Linked DNA regions of Triticum aestivum: region 1 is linked to region 2. A link is a contact called in public Hi-C data. All regions are on one chromosome and are shown on one strand. The core of a region is the stretch at or near the end of the contact, and the rest is flanking DNA. Distances in the headings are between cores, read along the strand shown.

Evidence for each region. Hi-C and Micro-C count contacts between places; a contact is called where the count stands out from the background.
Region 1: a contact with region 2 is called in a Hi-C map of leaf, with 9 times the contacts expected there. The contact joins the promoter of LOC123122963 here to the promoter of LOC123122942 in region 2. A contact is called at or near these places in 2 of 5 Hi-C or Micro-C datasets (both in leaf).

What each region holds. Positions count from the first base shown.
Region 1 is chr1B:341,952,762-341,956,296 of IWGSC CS RefSeq v2.1, forward strand. It overlaps LOC123122963 (protein NEOXANTHIN-DEFICIENT 1), which reads left to right and starts at 1,944. Exons shown (of 9, transcript XM_044543351.1): 1 at 1,944-2,019; 2 at 2,127-2,274; 3 at 2,348-2,394; 4 at 2,838-2,892; 5 at 2,997-3,035; 6 at 3,120-3,279; 7 at 3,515-3,535. The coding sequence starts at 1,952.
Region 2 is chr1B:341,111,579-341,114,905 of IWGSC CS RefSeq v2.1, forward strand. LOC123122942 (7-methyl-GTP pyrophosphatase) reads left to right here and starts at 1,653. Exons shown (of 11, transcript XR_006460436.1): 1 at 1,653-1,915; 2 at 1,999-2,070; 3 at 2,151-2,225.

The DNA.
Region 1 (3,535 bases), core at 694-3,193, 840 kb after region 2:
ACATATACCCATGCATATGTAGTGTAGTTCCTTGCTTGCGAGTACTTTGGATGAGTACTCACGGTTGCTTTCTCCCCCCTTTTCCCCCTTTCCTTTCTTTCTGGTTGTCGCAACCAGATGCTGGAGTCCAGGAGCCAGACGCTACCGTCGACGACGACCCCTACTACACCGGAGGTGCCTACTACTACGTGCTGCCCGCTGACGACGACCTGGAGTAGTTTAGGAGGATCCCAGGCAGGAGGCCTGCGCCTCTTTCGATCTGTACCCCAGTTTGTGTTAGCCTTCTTAAGGCAAACTTGTTTAACTTATGTCTGTACTCAGATATTGTTGCTTCCGCTGACTCGTCTATGATCGAGCATTTGTATTCGAGCCCTCGAGGCCCCTGGCTTGTATTATGAAGCTTGTATGACTTATTTATTTGTAGAGTTGTGTTGTGATATCTTCCCGTGAGTCCCTGATCTTGATCGTACACATTTGCGTGTATGATTAGTGTACGATTGAATCGGGGGCGTCACATGGTGCCTAGTTGGGGTTATCGATTCAGGACCTTGTCGCATGTTGGGGGTCTTTTCTATTTTGGCACCGCAGTCGGGCCATGAGTGATTTGTTTGATGGATGTTATTTATGTACTCTGATGTGACGTGGCGAGTGTAAGCCAACTATGTTATCTCCCCCTTTTATTATATATTACATGGGATGTTGTAATGATTGCCTGACTTGCGACATTGCTTTCAATGCGGTTATGCCTCTAAGTCGTGCCTCGACACGTGGGAGCTATAGCCGCATCGAGGGCGTTACAATGGTGTTGTTGTGCGAGTTGCCCAAACGATGGCGATGCACGACCTCTGTTGACGGCTGATATCCTTCTCGAGCTAGCCTCCTTCTTCCTCCGGTCCTCTGATCATGGTTGGGGCTCCAATGCCTCATTGCTTCTGTGTCTGAGCTTTGTTGTTGCTCCTGAGCACCCTTGTATCTTGCCTGTGTTTTTTTCTTCTTCTCCTTTTCTCTTTATTGTGTGGTGTTGTGTTGTATCGTTTGTTGTAAGGGCTTTATTAATATAAAGCAGGACGACAACCTTCTTTCTAGGAAAAAAGGAGCAGGAACGAACGAGCGAGGACGAAATAGATCAAGCTCGTCGGGTACTCGGGTTGGGTCGAGCAAGGTTAATAGAAGATTAGATTATTATTATTTTTTGCAAAAATGCCACAGTGGTATCCATGCCATTTCTCTGTTTATTGAGAAAACAAAGTAATGTGGGGGCAAACGATTAAGCGCCCAACAAATATCGGGCAAATGACCAAACACCCCCGGTATCATGTGAAGCAATTTGTGAGGCATCCTCTGAAAATCTACTGCACATGGATCATGGTTATCCGCAGAGAAATCAATCAATATTCTTGTCAAATGCTCGTCGCCGGCCGGTGCATCCCCCTAGCCGGTGCCGGTGACTTGCACCTGCACCTGCACCTGCACGCGTGACGCAGTTTACCATCCCAACCAAGCAGCCACACAAGAAACACAGTGCCGTCCCTTTCCCCATGTCACTGTCACTCTCACTCGAGCCACGGAAACCGCAGCAGCAAACGGCCGCCAGCCACACACACCTCCGGTATCAATCAGGCGCTCAGTCAGTCGATGGGGCCCTTCCATGGATCTCCACGGTGAAGTGATGATGACATCACCATCGCCCCCCAGCCTCTAAACCAGCGCCCTCTGTACACCGGATAAGGCTCGAGATCCCCTGCACCCGCAGCATCCCAAGCATCACTTCATTACTAAAACATCATTCATCGCCAGCTTCCTTCCTCCTCGCTTCCTTCCTCGCATAGAAAACCCAAGCTGCTTTGCTCCGCTGGTCCCCTCCCTTGCCCAGCTCTTCTTCAGCCGCTTGATCAAACCACTGGTCAGTGCCTGGCTTCTCGTTCTCGCACGGCCGCCGCTGCATCCATCCATGGAGGCCGAGGACGGCAAGCCCGCCGCCGGGTACCGGCACGGGCCGCCATGGGTGTTCAAGGGCAGGCAAGTGCCTCCTCTTCTTTTCTCTCCCGCTCACCATGGATGGCCAGGGCGGCGGCGTGCGGCGGGGCGCGGGCGACTGACTCTTTTGGTGTGCGTGTGCGTTGCAGCGCATTGTACCAGCTGCATTTGGTGAAGGCGGCGACGGCGCGGGCGTTCGTGCCCAAGGAGCTGCGCCTGGTGGAGGCCTTCGGCTACACGCTCGGCGGCATGTTCCTGGCGCGCTACCACGACAGCCCCGCCGGACAGTTCGACGAGGTCATCATCATCTTCATCCCCTCCCTGCTGCCCCGTTTTCCCGTACGTTTTTCTGACGAGCTTTGCTTGGCAGCTCGTGGTGATCGCCGGCATTGTGTGGAACCCGCCGACTTCTTGCGCGTGAGTTGCTCTTCTTCTTCTTTTGTCCTAGTTTAATCGCTTCTAATTCCACTAGTGAGTGATTGCCTGCTTGGGGAATGCGAATAGAATCGATCAACTGGCACAACTTGCATTACAAAACAGGCAGATATCAATCTGGAGCCTTTCACTTCATTGTAAACAACGCCCACTTGATCAGTTCACTGTGCTTGAGCTCCACTTGTGTTAAACCAGCAACCATTAATTATCTCATCCGCTCGCTGTGCTTGCTCCCTCTGGCATGGACAACCGTGCTGCCTATCTGTAATCCATTTGGACTAACCCTCTGACTTACCCGAGCGATGCCTAAGATAACTTGCTTAATCAGTGATGCCATCTATCCTCTTCAGTTTTTCTTTTCATTAAGAAAGAAAGCGGTCGTAGTTGTGCGCTCTGCTGATTTGCTGTCCGAACCTGTGTAACAGTTGGGCTGCCCGGGTGCTAGTAAACAGCGCTGAAGCCTGCCGGCATGGACGCAAGGTGCCAAACTGCCAACAGTGTCCATCTATGATTCCTTCCCGGTTCAGGCCAATTCTTCTCTGCTGGTACTATTTTCCTAATCAATGTCACTGTCGCTAATGCAGGAAGTAGGGCTTCCAAGCCATGTCGCGGCATTCTCACAGGTACACATAGCACTTTTAATTACCATTAGCTTTTACAAATGTTTAAGAGATTTGTAACATGAACTTTGCTCACATGGAGGATAGACCGAAGCTTCTGTGCTCAGAAATAAACCAAACAACTTCCTCAACATTCTCGGAATGGGTTCAGGCTTCTCCAAGCAAGAGAATTACCGCAGGGTCGAGATCAAGGAGGCCTCGGGATCGTCATCAAGGCATTTGTGCAACATCAGCCTGCCGCTGAACGGTAATTTATAACTTGTTCTATGTTAAATGCATCAACTCTTATGATCTACTCCTCTTTTTACTGGAATGATTTTGAAGTCTGAATGACTACTTTACTGGAATGCATCTTACAAGGTCAAGTTACAAGCCTTATCGTACAACATGTCTTAAGAATTTCAACTTTAAAATCTCTGGGTTTTCTTTTTGGAACTTCACCTTTTTAATTCAGTGCCATGTTTCACTCACTAATTATGCAGAAGCGTCAAGAGGATCACATA
Region 2 (3,327 bases), core at 403-2,902:
TTCGATTGTTTGTGCAGGTATTCAGTTATTTGTGTGTTGTCTCCTACTGAATTGATACTTTGGTTCTCAAGCTGAGGGAAATACTTATCTCTACTTTGTTGTATCACCCTTTCCTCTTCAAAGAAAAAACCAACGCATGCTCGAGAAGTAGCAGTCGCTCGCCATCTCCTCCATTTCTTTCAATTTCAAGACTCTTTTTTATTCAGCATACTCTTTTCTCGCAATGACAATGGCTTCAAATCCTTCTTTAAGATCATTGTCTCCAGCCTTTGACCCCCTTTTCTCCTTCCATCGGGCCTATATGCTTGGCAACCGAGTGAGGAGGGGGAGGAGGAATCGAGTGAGGAGTGGGGCTCATCCTCCCCTCCTCACCACCAACACCGTCATCATCACGATCAACAACCAAGCTCTTCCTCCTAGGAACTTCAAAAGCTTCATGATCCTTCCACTTCTCCTCATGCTCGAGCTCTTCGTAAGAAAGTTGGAAAGTGAACGATTTTCTTTTATTCTTATTCTTATTCCCGTTCTTCGCTCTTTCTTGGAAGAAACCTTGAGCAAGCATGAGCTACATAAACAATAAAGAAACTCGGTTAATTAGGAACATATGCATACTTAGAGAAAGCATTTGAATGTAGCAAGCAATTACCATGTCCGTTTCATTGCAACCACTTGGGTTCATGCGATCGGCATTGACCAAGCAACCCCCACATTTTTGACATTCGACGTTTATAGTGGACCGTCGATGCCGAATAGAATCCAATGGTCGATAATGGCCACTTGTGTTCCGTTCATCAATAATTCTTTGATGCGCTTTTAACATGTGCTAGCCAATTAGTCAATTCCGACGGAGGCATCAAGAGAGACTCGCTTCCAAGCCATACATCTCGTCTGTCAAGATTCTCATCATCATATGGCATATCATATTTTTGGGATGAAAAAACTTGAAAAACAAAATCTTCATTCACAACATTTGTCAAGTGCATAAATGTATCATCATCAAGATTACAAATGCATGCACACACAATCTCACATTCTATTGATATCAATACGACAAAAGAACAATGAAGAAGAAGAAGAATATTTAATACCTTTGCGGCATTTCATCAAAAAAGTTGGAGACGATGCCACCACGTCGGCGACGGGACAGGGGGGAAGGGGAGGAGGTGCGCCAGCAGCAACAACAACACACAGCCGCAGACGACGATGACAACGAAGAAACATCAGCAGCCGCGGCCGCCTTCGTCTTCTCCGGCCGGGATGAAGCCACGACAGGGTCGTGCAGCGGCCGCTTCGAGCCGCCACCACGTGGTTTGACTGTGGAAGCCTTCTTCCTCGCCGGTGCTTCTATTAAAGATGCTTTTAGGAGTCGGAGAGGAACCGCTTGAAATTTGAGAATGCGTATAAGGGACGAAAATTTATGCATTCGGCCAGAGATGCTCTAATCTGAGTAGGGGATGTTTTGGCTCATTTTAGAGACATACCCAGTTTTAGGTCATACTCCCAAATTACATGTGGCGAAAATGAATAAAAGTGGATGTATTTATAACTAAACTACGTCTAGATACATCTATTTCCGTGACAAGAAATTCCGGACGGAGGGATTACTATATATAGGACTTCTTACATATGCGACAGATGCAAAATGTCGCGTACAAAATTTCTTTCTTCCACGTTGAATTTATTACTGACTGGAGGAAAAATGCAATCTTCCCACCGTCCCTGCAATCTCCTATGCCCGGTGGCGCCATATGCGACCGCCGCACCCCGTCCTCAACAGCGGCCGCCGCATCTTCTCGGAACCCACCCGCAGCGCCTCCTCTCCCCTCCGCGCCGCCACTCTGAAGCCCGCCTTCTCTCCGGCGTGACCCCAATGACCACATCCTCCTCCCCCACCGCGAACCCCCAGCCATTCAAGGTTCGCCTCACGGTTAACAAGCCCCTTCGTTTGGCTCACCGCTAGTCTCAGTGCGTGACATGTGTTGAGTGAATTTGTCGCAGTTGATCCTGGGGTCTTCGTCAGTGGCCAGGAAGAACATCCTCAACGAGATGGGGTTCGAGTTCCAAGTCATGGTGGGTTGGGCTGTCAGTTATAGTTTCCTTTAGAAAGAATTGAAGCTATTCCTTGAGTGGATTGGGTTTCTTGGTTTCAGACCGCGGACATCGACGAGAGGAGCATAAGAAGGGAGGATCCGGATGAGCTAGTCATGCTTCTTGCGGAGGCCAAGGTAGAATCTTTCCCCAGTTTTTCTACTAGGTAATTGCCTGTGCGTTGCTACTAGAGTCAACAATTTTCAATGCAACAAGAGTACCATAAAAGCCATGGTGTTTCGAGGTCACCAGACAATACACTTGATCTTACAAACATGATCCACATTAAGATACATAAGCATCAATTTTGCATAGCAATGTCAAAGCAAGCACGAACGAAGGACAGTAAACACCATGATAGCCAAGTTTCAATTAAAGGAAGCAAGTTAACATCATGATAGCTGAATTCACCACAACTCTCTCTTTCAAATTATTTTTCCTATGATGCGGCTAAAATATTCCTAAGGCTTACATGAATCATAAATCACCAGGAGTTCCTGTCATACGTCATTTCATCAATTAAAAAGTTCCTCCATAGTGTGTGGCCATTATGTGCATAAGTCGGATACATGTAAATCTCAAAGTTCTGTTAAAAAGTTTTTCCGCAAGACTGTACCACTTCAAATTAAAATGGTATTTGTTGTCCTCTTTAACCAATTCATTCTCCCATGTAAGCATATAACATGAAGAAAGTAGTAATGTATTATGATCACATGACTTCTTAGCCATTTAGATAGTCAATACTTCCTTTGAAACAATCTCAAGCTAGTAAGATGAAGAAAATAGTACTGGATTGATAAGCCGAAGTGTCAATTTCCTAGAAAAAATACATAGTACTCAAATACTTATTTTATTAATCGATCCTTTAAACCTTGTGTATGCTAGCAACCAAGATCTCCATCCACTACTTAAAATCGAGACCTCCCCATGGTCCTGCTCCTCCACACTACCAGGTCGCCTCGCCATTGTCATTCTGCGTGGGCTTTGTTGTCTGCCGAGGTGACAACAGCTCCACGACGGCCTCCTCTGAGCTCCTGTGCTTGTCGAGCCGGAACATGGCGACGGCGCTGCTGGCTCGCGCGGTGCAATGGAGCTTGCACCCGGCTCAGCTGATCTCACACATACCGCTATCACCGGGCAGACTACCGCCTTGACGTGGGTTGTACCCCCACCGTGGTGCTGACACTTGTCCGCCACCATGCCGTCTAGGCTGCCGACCTGACTGATGCGGCAATGAGC